Linked DNA regions of Sus scrofa: region 2 is linked to region 1. A link is a contact called in public HiChIP or PLAC-seq data. All regions are on one chromosome and are shown on one strand. Each heading gives the region's core, a stretch centred on a gene start, on an enhancer-like site or on the middle of the called end of the contact. The rest is flanking DNA. Distances are from core to core; before and after follow the strand shown. Region 1 overlaps NTN4 (netrin-4). Region 2 has its middle 40 kb from the start of USP44.

Region 1 (5,999 bases), core at 1,325-3,824:
ACGGCTTTAAATATCATCTCTACACATGACTCCCAAATTTATATATTTAGTCCAGACCTCTCCTCTGAACTTTAAACTCACAGATCCAACTGCCTACTCAGTATTTCCACTTGGATGTCTCACAGGCAACTCATACCTAACATGCCCAAATATGAGCTCCTGGCCATCCTCTCCAAATCTGCTCCGCCTCGAGTTCTCCACCTCAGTAACTGGCTATCTCATTCTTCCAGGTGCTCAGGCTAAAAATATCCTCGCCTCTCTCGCTCTCACAGCCTACCTCCAACCTGCCAGCAAGTGCTGTTGGCTTTATGCATAAAACTGATCCAGAATTTGACTACTTTTCACCATTTCCACCACAGCCTCTATGCACGTACCATCAGATCTAGCCTGAATTACTGCAACAGCATTCTAAATGGTCTCCCGGCTTCCTCCTTTGGTCTTAACACACACACCAGAGAAATCCTATTAAAAATAAATTAATCATATTGCCCGTCTGCTTAAAACCTCCAATGGTTTCCAATATCATTCAGAATAAAACCCAGCGACTTTATAGTAACTTATGGTCCAAATCGGGACCACTCTGAGAATGAAAGGGAAGGCTATGAAATAATCAGCAGGCTTTCAGTGATCTAGGTGTAATCCTGGGCAGCCCAGGCACCGACCTATGAGATTCCACATAATCTCCCACCCTTCCCTTTCTCTCTCTGACCTCTGACCTCACCTGTTACACAGCACCTCAACCCCTCTGCTTCCTCACTAGCCCCTCGCTGTCCTAACAGCATGAGGCACCTTCCTCAGGGCCTCTGCTCCTCCCCTAGATATGCCCACAACTCATTTCTGCTTCCCTTCAGGTCCTTATTCCAAAGTCCCAGGGAGACTTTCCCTTGGAGCCCTGCCTAAACTTTTCCAACCCCTCCCTACTTCCCAGCCCTCTTCCCTGCCTTTTTAACAGCGATTACTATCTAATCCGCCATATATTTTACTTACCTTGTTTAGTACCTTACATTTAGAACATAAGCTCAAGGGAAGGAATTTTTGACTTTTTGCTCTGAATCCCCAATTCCTAAAATAGTTGGCACATAAGAAACACTATATAAATATTTGTAGTAAGAAGGAACAAATCATGACTAGTTTCAAAGGATACTTAGGAGTTGTGTAATATCCAACATAATAAACATTATAATTTAATGATTATATATATTATCATTTTATAGTTATTTTCATATAATTCAATTCCACAAATGTATTTTGGACATTTGTGCCTTTTGGGGATCTGTGCTAGGTACAGAGGTTGGGGGTCTGGGAGCCGCAGAGTGAATACAGTGAGAGAGAATGGTTGTGCTTTCCATTCCCTGGTAGGAAGCTGCCCTGTATGCCCAGATACACCTGACCTCCAGGTGTCTGCTTTTCACTGTCTGGCTTTAAATTTTCAACATGAATCATCAGTTACTACTCAGCATTTTGCAATCAGATCTCTCAAAGTTTCCAGAATATTTCAAGCAATTATTGGCAAAGTTAAACCATGAAATGTGAAACAATCAGATGAGAAACAGATTTTTTTTCTTTTTTTTTTTGGTAATAGCTGGAAAGAAGGTATTGGGTGGGGAATCTAGCCTTTGAAATCAATAAATCAAAGTTTATTGATTTAATCTCTAGGTGTGTTCCAATTTTTATACAGCTTCTTCAAATAATTTTAATTGATAACCACCCTGTGGGTTAAACTAAAGGCATTTTTTTTTTTTTTAATGTGCTATTACAAGTCTCAAGCCCTGCCCCTACAGGAAGGGAGTAGCCCCAGGGTGTGGATAATCGAAGCACTCTAAACAAATATATACGACATTTTATTTTCAAGGAAGTTCAACAAAATTAGAGCTGAGAATAAGCTTCAAAGCATAATGTTAATACACTGATGACTATAGCTAGGAAAATTACTTAAAGCAGTTAGCAATAGATAAAAAGTATTTCCCTTCCTCCAACAAATAAACCAATCAAATAGAAAGTATGCTAAATGGTACTGAAGAGCTGTGATACCCATATAACTAATTTTAAATCATCTAAGTAACATTAAGTGCAAAGAGTCCTTACTTTTATTTTTCTATCTGATGTAAAAAAATATTAGCTTCATTATGCAAGGTTCACACAACCATGTTGCGCATTATCAACGAAACTGTAGGTTTTATAGTTTAATCATTGCCACAGCAATTTAGTTTTGTTTGTCTTTTTAAATTTTGGAATTATAATAAAACCTAATCATATAAATAATTTTAAAGCAAGCTAATCATCCCAGCTCTGGCATAGATTAGCTCATTATTTATTTAAACTGACCAAGTTGCTCTGACTCACTGTCTCAGGTACTTTGTCGACAAAATGGGGTCAATATTGGTACCCAGTTAACAGGGTTCTTGTGAAAATAAAGGATGCAGAGCACTCTGTAGAATGTCTGGCATATGGGAAGGACCGAGAAGGAAAGGCATGTATATAGGTTCTGTATCTTCCACGCTGCATGGCTTGGCACAGAGGAATCTCAGACTAGTATAGTGGAAATAGCACTGGGCTAGAAGTCAGGAAACACGGATTTCAGCTGAGTAATTGTACACAAGTCACTTAACTCTCTCCAGGCTTCAGATTACTCATCAGTCATGTGCTTTTCCATTGATGACATTCAGGTTCCTTTTCAAATGCTCTCATTTAAGAAACCCTAGCAAGAGGGATTTTTACCAGCGTTTGTCATTTTAATACAGAACTTCATTTTCCCATATGTACAGATAGAAAGAAATGAGACCCTTAATTACAGATTTTGTTCACTCCTGAAAACTTGCCAGGAACTCAGAGTTCTTGTCCCTGTCTCTTCCATCAAACACAAATCCTTCAATCTGTTTTAAAAACAGCAAGCCCTTCCCTGCCAGCATTCCCCATCCCCTGCCCTTCTTTATTTTTTCCATAGTACTTAGCACGCTCTGGCTTACTGTATACTCTACTTAGTTGTTTGTTTTCTACCTCCTCATTCCCCACCCCACTCCCAGGACCATGCCAAGCACCAGGCTGGCTGTGCCTTTTTTTCTTTTAATTAACCTATATTTGAAAATTAAGAATGGTATGTAGTAAAGGTGTAAAACGTGATGAATTGATAGACACTGATGCAATATCAATGCAATATAACAATATATCGTGCAATAACTGCCACATTCAACCTAATACATACCCATCGCCTCAGACAGTCAACCACGTTTTGGCGTGTGTGTGTGTGTGTGTGTGTGTGTGTGTGTGTGTGTGTGGTGAGAATACTTAAGCTCTACCCTCTTGCTACTTCAATTAAAAAAAAAAGATCCACCCTCTTAGCAAATGTCAAGTATACAATCAAGTCTCGTTAATGATCTACATATTGTTGTCAGAATTTATTCCTGTCGTGTGAACGACACATTGTACCCCTTGAACAACATCTCCCCCTGCCTGCGCCTTTTACCAGGATTTGGGGAGCACTTAATACTTTCACCCCTGCATTTCCCAAGTGTGCTCGCTGGATCTCTAGAGTCCAGAAAGAGAGTAAGCAGAGCTGCGCAAAAAGAGAAGTGCATGGACAAGGAAGTCTGGCCATGTCCCTCCCTATACATCCCCCTTGGAAACCCAGGACACATAATGAGATTATTTATGTATTTATACATGTCTGATCGTGTTAGACCCAGTCAGTCTTTCTATTTTGACCATGGAAGCGTTTATTCCCAGAGCATCACTGACATCTCAGAGGACATTCCTGCTCAGGAGCAAGCTGTTTGGTACGTTCTTTTTTTACCTTCGGGTCACATCCAAATGAATGACGACTGTGCGAGAGTGAGCAAGGAGAAAGGCAGGCATGTGTCTCTGGACAAAGAACATGGTTTTATGAAACAAATACTACACCTACAGTCAGAGGCTTGTAATTCAGTCCTAGCTCCGTCACATAACTGACTATGTCGTTGGGCAAATTGCCTTACCTCTGAGCTGCAGCCTCCTCTCCTGCAAAGGAGTCACATTTTAGGATAATCATATCCCATTCTTCAAAACTGCCGACCAGTTTAGAAAGTTCCTGTGTAGTAGATTTAACTTATTTTTAAAAGTACTCTGGGTGAAGTTGGGGGCCTATATTTTAAAAACCCTCTTTCAGATGACTAGTGCCTTCAAGCTCTGAAGATGGATGTATCTGATTTCTTAAACGTGAAGCTACAGAACTCTCTGAGGCCTTATCCCAAAGAAATATTTTAGAATGAACAATGGAAACAAATTAAGTCTGGGAGATACTTACGTTAGCCTGAGTAGTAGGATAATACCCAGAGAAGTCCTAAGAGGTCTTAATTAGAATGGAGGAAGATGCAGGTCTATAGTATTAAAAATACAGAGTAAATGAAATTTGAGACTACGTATTTGATGCTAGATTAATTTGCTTATTTTTCTTTTTTAATTTTTACAGTCATTTTATTTTTATTTTATTTCACTTTATTTTTTAGCTTTTCTAGGGCCACGCCCAGGGCATATGGAGGTTCCCAGGCTAGGGGTCAAATCGGAGCTACAATTGCCAGCCTCACACTACAGCCATAGCAGTGCAGGATCTGAGCCGCATCTGTGACCTACACCACAGCTCACTGCAATATCATCTGATCCTTAACCCACTGAGCGAGGCCAGGGATCGAACCTGCGTCTTCATGGATACTAGTCAGATTGGTTACCACTGAGCCATGATGGGAACTCCTGCTTATTTTTCTGATCACCCAATTTTCCAATAGTGATTGATGATATAGAGCTATGTTGTAAAATTCATTTGTAGCTCAGCACTAGTTAATATTCCAAAGCAACAAAGGAGAGGTAGGTGAGCCTCATTGCCAAGGAGGCCTCCTCGGGTCCTTATCTTCGAGGAAGGCTTTCTTCTCCACTCCAGCTCAGGAGGGAAAAGATTTGTCCCCAAACCTGTCTCTGAAGGGAAGAAATTCTATGAGAGTTTAATGCACACTTGCAAAAATAATGCTCTAGATAGAATCAGGTGGCACTTCAAGTTCTTCTTACCATGGAAATATAAGCCGGCTGAAATAACAACCACAACAAAAACTTTTTAAGCTGGTTATAAAAGGTGACTGCGCATGGAAAGATCTGCGTAACATAAACTTTAGTGTCTCCTTGAAATCTGATGAAAGCACTGATGAAAAGAAGTAGTTTGCCTTTAAAGAAGATAAGAAATGTTACTTTAGTCATCTCTAAATAATCACTGGGCCGTTGTAACACATTCAGTGTGATATTTGCTAAGCAAGCAAGCTTGCCATCTGGTTACTGAAGCTCTATTTTTGCTACTTCATAGATACACAGGGCCCAGTAGCACTGAGATGTAGGGAACTGATACCAGCCTGTGGACCGATTCCAAAGCACCTTTGAGAGTTCAAGCCATTCATTTATTTGCAACACAAAGTGTTCTCCACAGAAGAAAACAATAAGTCTAACTTATTTGTTTCTTTCCTGTCCTGGCATTTTTTTAAATATCCATCCTGACAGGGCCAATACAGGTTTTCAATATTAAGCCAACTTTAGGGAAGACTGGAAAGAAGAAAAAGAATGGAAAATAGTCTGTGTGCTGCTTGTGCCACATCCTACTTGATTCTTTCTGGTGCCAGCAGCACCGTTCCTGGTCTCCAGAGTGTACCCAGAAGTAGCTTGATTACACTGCAAAAGCCCATATGTGTTTATAGTAGTCGGAAGAAAAAGAAGCTCCCAAACCAATCTTTCCATCCAGTCCCCGGCAAGTACCCCTTTCCCCCAAACCAAAGACAGAATTAGCAGCACTGTGTATAGTATAGTGCCTGACATATAGTAGGGGCTCAATAAATGTTTACTAAATATAATCACCTGGGAAGGCTGTGGAGAGTAATAGAAATGATTTCTAGAAGAGTGTTTATCTTAGTCTCTGTAGCCATTGTAATACATGCATTGAATGTATGCTTAACACCTGGTCATCTTTGGCACTGTTGACGTTTTGAGCT
Region 2 (5,999 bases), core at 2,478-4,977, 140 kb before region 1:
TCTTGGCTATTGTATATAATGCCGCAGTGAACATTGGGGTATATGTATCTTTTTGAGTCAGGGTTTTCTCTGGATAGATACCTGGACGTGGGATTGCTGGATCATATGGTAGTTCGATTTTTAGTTTTTTGAGGAATCTCCATACTGTTTTCCACAGTGGTTGCACCAGTTTACATCCTCACCAATAGTGTAAGAGGGTCCCCTTTTCTCCACACTGTTTCCCAGTATTCACCTACAACTACATACTGGAACTAGTGCTGCAAGTGTTAAAGTATAGCTGTACGATGACGATTTCCCTCCAACCTACAGGCTCTACAAATGTGTAGAACAAGACTAAGAATAATGTAACTTGTTTGATATTCCATATTTTACAATAACTAAGTTCAGTTACATACAATATTAAAGATGTGAGTGGTTTTTTTTTTTGTGAGTAAAGATGGCTTTTTATTGGTAGTGTATTTGCAGGGTTGCACGTTGGGTTCCCCAGGCAGCTGTGTCCTCTGAGACACAGCTTAGCATGCAGGATGTTTATTAATCAGTGCCCTTGGGATTAAAACTTGTTGAAATCTGGGGAAGGAAGCAGAGGGATAAATCCAGCTGTGATGCATGCCAACCACAGTCTCACCTGACCCCTCTGAAGTTAGAATGGCCCTTGGGGTTGTCCTAAGTTGGCCCTAGATGGCTAAGTCTTTATACTTCCTCATCAACTAGTCATTGGATAGGGGCCACCCTTGAAGAGGCCTGGTTTTGGGTGAGGTTTCAGGCAAGGATCTGAGGCAGTCCTGGAAGGGGCTGGCTCACAGCAGAAGGCTGATTGAGCTAATTCCTGAAAGGTGTTAACACAGGGTAAGGCTGTCTGCCAGCAGTGCACCTAGCAACTGAGGCAACAAATCTGTCAATGAAGAAGAGTCTGGGTCATCATAGTGTCTACCTCATGCACCCTTCTTATTCTTTTGAGAGCAACTTCTCAAGGCCATTTATGTGTCTTTTTTTCAGTACATAATCATATTACATAATCACATCAGTATGGTAATTAAGTCACATGAGATACTTAGGGTGGTTTTGAAATGCTAGCTATCATTATTATAATTATTAATACCATTATTATTATCCTCAAATGTGGCTGATATCTTGAAAAAAACAGCATAATTTCTCAAGCTTTGTTTTTATTAAGTGTGAAGAAGAGGTGGAAAAGAATATTGTAACATTTCTGTTGAGCATACATTACATTGACACTGAAAAGTTTCAAATTTTAGGTTGTTTTCCTATGATATGAGCGCTAATGCCTTTTCACATGATAAAGGAAATTTTATTCTTCCTTTTTGATTTTATAAGATATAATCAGTAATATTCAATGATTCCTAAGGAATTTTCTTTCTTGGTTTCTTAAAAAAAAATTAGGCCCAGATTTTAAATTCATTCCCTTGACAAATGTATTCTCATCATAAATCATGACAATAAATGAAAAGCTGGCCTCTGCTGTAGGAAAAAATATTCATGTGAGACTTGGGTTAATGCTATTGACATTTGGTTTTATCCACATGACTGCTATGCTGATGAAAAATATCTGTTAACTGGGAAAAAAAAGAAGCTAACACTGAGTACTCGTCTAAGTATTTCTTCTGCATTCTCTCACATAAGTATCATATCAGGGTTCTGAGGTAGATACTGTTATTATCTCTTTTATAGATGATGAAACTGAGGTTCAGAAAGGTAAATTGACTAAGGTCAAACATCTAGTTAGGGAGCGGCACAGGAATTAGAACCCAGGATGACTGGCCTGCAAGATTCATATTTCTGATCATTCCACTTTATTGACATGAAAGACTGCGTTGAGACCATTTCTTTCACTTAATTGTTTCTCAAAAATGTACTGTGAACCCAGGACTGGAAGGATTTCAAGATAATCAAGGGGAGTGTTTCCTACACCTTAATCATTCATTTACTAGCCTTCTTTGTTTTCATGTATACCACATGTATTACTTCCTCCTCTCTGAACTTGCTTGTTTCCAAAACTTTTTTTTTTTTTTTTAATGGCTGCAGATGCAGCATATGGAAGTTCCCAAGCTAGGGGTTTAATCAGAGCTACAGCTGCTGGCTTATGCCACAGCCATGGCAATGCCAGATCTGAGCTGCATCTGTGTCTGCGACCTATGCTGCAGCTCGCAGCAATTATGGATCCTTAACCCACTGGGCAAGGCCAGGGATTGAATCCATATCCCCATGGATATTCGATGGATTTTTAACCACTGAGCCACAGTGGGAACTCATCAAATCTCTCAACTGTTGTTAAAAACCTTAAAAAAAGAAATAGTTTTTCTTGTATCTTTTATACCTTCTTGAAAGATGATTCAGTACTTTGTTTAGTACTATAAGGATCTGAAGAATGATATATCAGTAATGACTTATTTCACTATTGCATATGCTTTTGGGTCGTTTAATAATCCCTCCATTTCTTATATTTTGTTCTTTTAAAAGTCACAGTTGAAAATAACTGGTTAGTAATGAATTAATTTCAAGGATAATGGCATAGCAAAATAATTGAAGATATGAGAAGAATAAGATCACTAAGATCCCATATCTGAGATTTTAAAGGGTCCATTGGTCCTGTATGGTAATTGCAAAATATAATGAGTTTTAGCCTAAAAAATAAAAAAGCAATAGAATCATTGCTTTACTGTTTCTGCCTATTTCCTTTTACATCTTTTTTCTTCCTTTTTTTTTCTTATGTTGGCCATACAAAACAATTCTCTTTTTTTTCCTCTGTGTTTTACTGTACATACATATTAGAGTCAAATTTTACTCAATTGCGTGTAGTTAACTTTGCACAGATCACATCTCCTCTATGGTAAATTGAACCCTGCCTCCTGATATTCATGTCCCTGTGCGGTGTTCTCTTGAATCTGGGCTGGCCCTGAGACCTGCTTTAACCGGTAGAATGCAGACTAAGTAACACTATGCTCATTCGATGCTTAAGGCTTAAGAAGAGCTAGCAGCTTTCTGGAGCAAAGCCAATTGCCACGTAATATTTCTACCCCGAGACTGCCATGTTGTGAGCAGTTGTCTTCCACATGGTCTCTCCATGAGCCCAGCCTAGCCACATGGAGAGGCCATGTGGAGGAGACCCAATCCCTGGCCAAAAGCCCTAGCTGATCTAAGCGACCACGCCAACTACACCAACTTGACCGCCCATGAGTGAGGCCATCTTGGAATTAAATTGATTCTCTAATCATAGTTGCGCCATCTCATCTGAAGCCATGTGGAGCAGTGACAAGCTGTCCTTGCCAAGCCTTGCCCAAATTACAGAATTGTAGGCAGATAGACAACTTTTCAAAGCCACGATTTTTCAGTATAATTTGTTAACAGCCAGTGACAATTGAAACGCACTCTCTGTACAAGTCTTTTTTTCATCTGTAATGTGAATTAGTTGGACAAGATAGTTTCCATATAGTAGAGACTCTCAGAGTGTGGTCCACCTCATTCAACACATTGCTGTTCAACTTCTGCCTGCAGCCTGTGTTGGTCCTATAGATTCTCCATACTAATTTGTTACTTGTCTTGCTGAAATTTTTTCTTTTTTTTTTTTTAGACCCAAGTCTCTAATTTGCCAGAGTCACTCTAAACACTGATTTTTTTTGTCTTCCAGTGTGCTAATACTCAGCTTGGTGGTGAGGCCATTTTATGAGCTTACTTTCTACTTCCTCATTTCCTTCAGCAATCTCACAGCTGTATTCTCACAGCTGGACTGGCTGATTCACTGTCTTTTCTTGGCTCTCAGAAGATCCTACTGGCATAGTTTCTAGGATTCAGAATTCTAAAATTTGTCTTTCCCACCATTTTGCTGTTTCTGGCTCGAGAATACTCCTAAATGGGTCACTTTTCCAAGACAGCATGTCCATTCCTGCGAATTTCTTGTAATATGTGCTATTAGAAAGTTAATGAGAAAAATACTTCTCTTCTTTGGTGGAGTCTTGGTTCAGAATATTTCTGAAGCAATCATCATCAATTAATTACGCCTCAAGACTTCTATGATATTGCTGCGAAAACTAATTTTTTTTCACATCATGTCTCAGAATACTAAAGCACATCTGCTCTCCTTGAGCTGAATTCATTCCAGAAGGAACATGTTTCTTAGTAAATATTGTCTAGTCATTTTTGAAGGACCTTTAAGCTTGGAGAGTGCTAAAGTAATTGATTCTCAGCATTTTTCAAACTACTTTCAATTTTAGCTACTGCTGGCCATCTGTTTATTCACTTCAGAAAGAGTTCCAAACATAGCCTAGAGTCATCATGACTAATCTTAACAGGCGCACTGGGGCATATGCTATAACCCCAGTCTTCCCAGGATTTCAAAGTGCTTTAGGAAAGGACTACATGCCATATTAGGGCCCATTTATCTTGTCTCATAGATGATACACTCAGAATATCTAGGAGCTAAACATATTATCTGAGGCAAGGGAGAAATAGAAGAGTCGATCTATGGGACACACAGGCTGTAAAGTTAGCGCAACACAAATTCCTGTGTTGTAAGGTTACTAGTTCCAGGGAAGAAGGCCACTGCTTCCCCTCCCTACTAAACCTTTAACTTGGAAGAGCACTAATTGTCACAGGCTCCTTAAATACATGCACTATAATGTTCTGGGGTAATGTGATATACCTGACGTTCTGCTTCCCTACTGCACTGGACATTTTTTTTCTATCCAGCATCCTTTCTTTAGAGGAGCTGCCTCTCTTTTATTTCCTTTGATTCTTTTTTTTTTTTTCCTTTCATTTTTGTCTATCTTGTAGCATATGGAGCTGCCAGGCTAGGGATCAAATTGGGAGCTGCTGTTGCAACGTAAGCTGCAGTGGTGGCAGTGCTGGATCCTTAACCCACTGTGCCATACTGGGCTGGGGATCAAACCCATGTCCCAGAACTCCCAAGATGCTGCTGATCCCATTGCACCACAGCAGGAGCGCCTGCTTCCTCTGATTCCTATGGGCTACATTTGCCAAGGCCTCACTCATTTGGCCACAGTAATGGCACATAAACCAGGCTTGGCCATTCATAGTAACCTCTTCCAAACACTGATTGGTTTAGGATTGAGCAGTGGTCTAAGCAGGACCAGAGGCTTTTACTGAACTGATGGTTGATGGTAGAGAGGATTTTTTCTGCCAAGCTGCTAGATTAGGATGTAGCCTAGAGCCATGCAGAGCAATCTTCTCAGGCCTCATGGAGTCTGTCTTATATTAAGAGAAAACTAATACACAGGAGCAGCATGGAGAAACAGAGAGAAAAATGAAAGGTGCCAATATTGGTCTGTTCCCTGGACACAGCTGTATTTAAACTTCTCAGACACCCTAGTGCTTTGCTCTTTTGCTTAAACTTGTTTGAATTGGGTTTGTCTAATTTATAATCAATAGCCATAATTAATAGTCACCTACTCTTTAAGGAAAATTTATGCAGCCTTAAACATTGCTTTCTTATTTAGCAATCCCACTTTTTGGTATCTATCCAAAGGAGATGAAACTATTATCTCGAAGAGATCTCTGTACTCCCCGGCTCACTGCAGCATTATTTGCAATAGCCAAGGTATGGAAACCCAAGTGTCCGTCAACAGATTGCAGGTCAAAATATCTCTCTCTCTCCACACACACACACACACACACACACACACACACACACACACACACACACGCAGGAATTTCATTCGGCCTTAAAAAGAAGGAAATTCTGTCTTTTGGGACAATGTGGATGAACCTGGAAGGTATTATGCCAGGTGAAATAGGCTGGACAGAAAAAGGCAAATACTGTCTGGTGCTGCTTACATGTGGAATCTTAAAAAAAAAAAAAGTCAAACTCATAGTAACGGAGTAGATTGGGGGTTATAGAGGCTAGAGGATGGGGGAAAAGTGGAGATATTGATCGAAGGGTATAAACGTTGAGTTGTAAGATGATTAACTTCTAGAGACCTAATGTACAGCATGGTGACTGTAGGTAGCAAGAATGTATGGTGTAC

What was found. HiChIP or PLAC-seq counts read pairs in DNA pulled down with a chosen protein or histone mark.
Region 2: an H3K27ac HiChIP or PLAC-seq map of alveolar macrophages shows a contact between it and region 1. The contact joins two enhancer-like sites. A contact is called at or near these places in 2 of 2 datasets of contacts at active chromatin or transcription factors (alveolar macrophages and skeletal muscle).

The regions. Positions count from the first base shown.
Region 1 is chr5:87,676,941-87,682,939 of Sscrofa11.1, reverse strand. All of the region lies in intron 2 of NTN4 (netrin-4), which reads right to left. Among named protein-coding and RNA genes, the nearest start is that of NTN4, 8.8 kb to the right of the region's middle. Within about 2 kb of position 2,574, at least 15 of the 83 cell types and tissues checked have an H3K27ac peak or open chromatin away from gene starts, as enhancers often do. A contact at or near this core is called in alveolar macrophages and skeletal muscle, where this site is marked.
Region 2 is chr5:87,821,584-87,827,582 of Sscrofa11.1, reverse strand. No RefSeq gene overlaps it. Among named protein-coding and RNA genes, the nearest start is that of USP44, 40 kb to the left of the region's middle. Within about 2 kb of position 3,727, at least 14 of the 83 cell types and tissues checked have an H3K27ac peak or open chromatin away from gene starts, as enhancers often do. A contact at or near this core is called in alveolar macrophages and skeletal muscle, where this site is marked.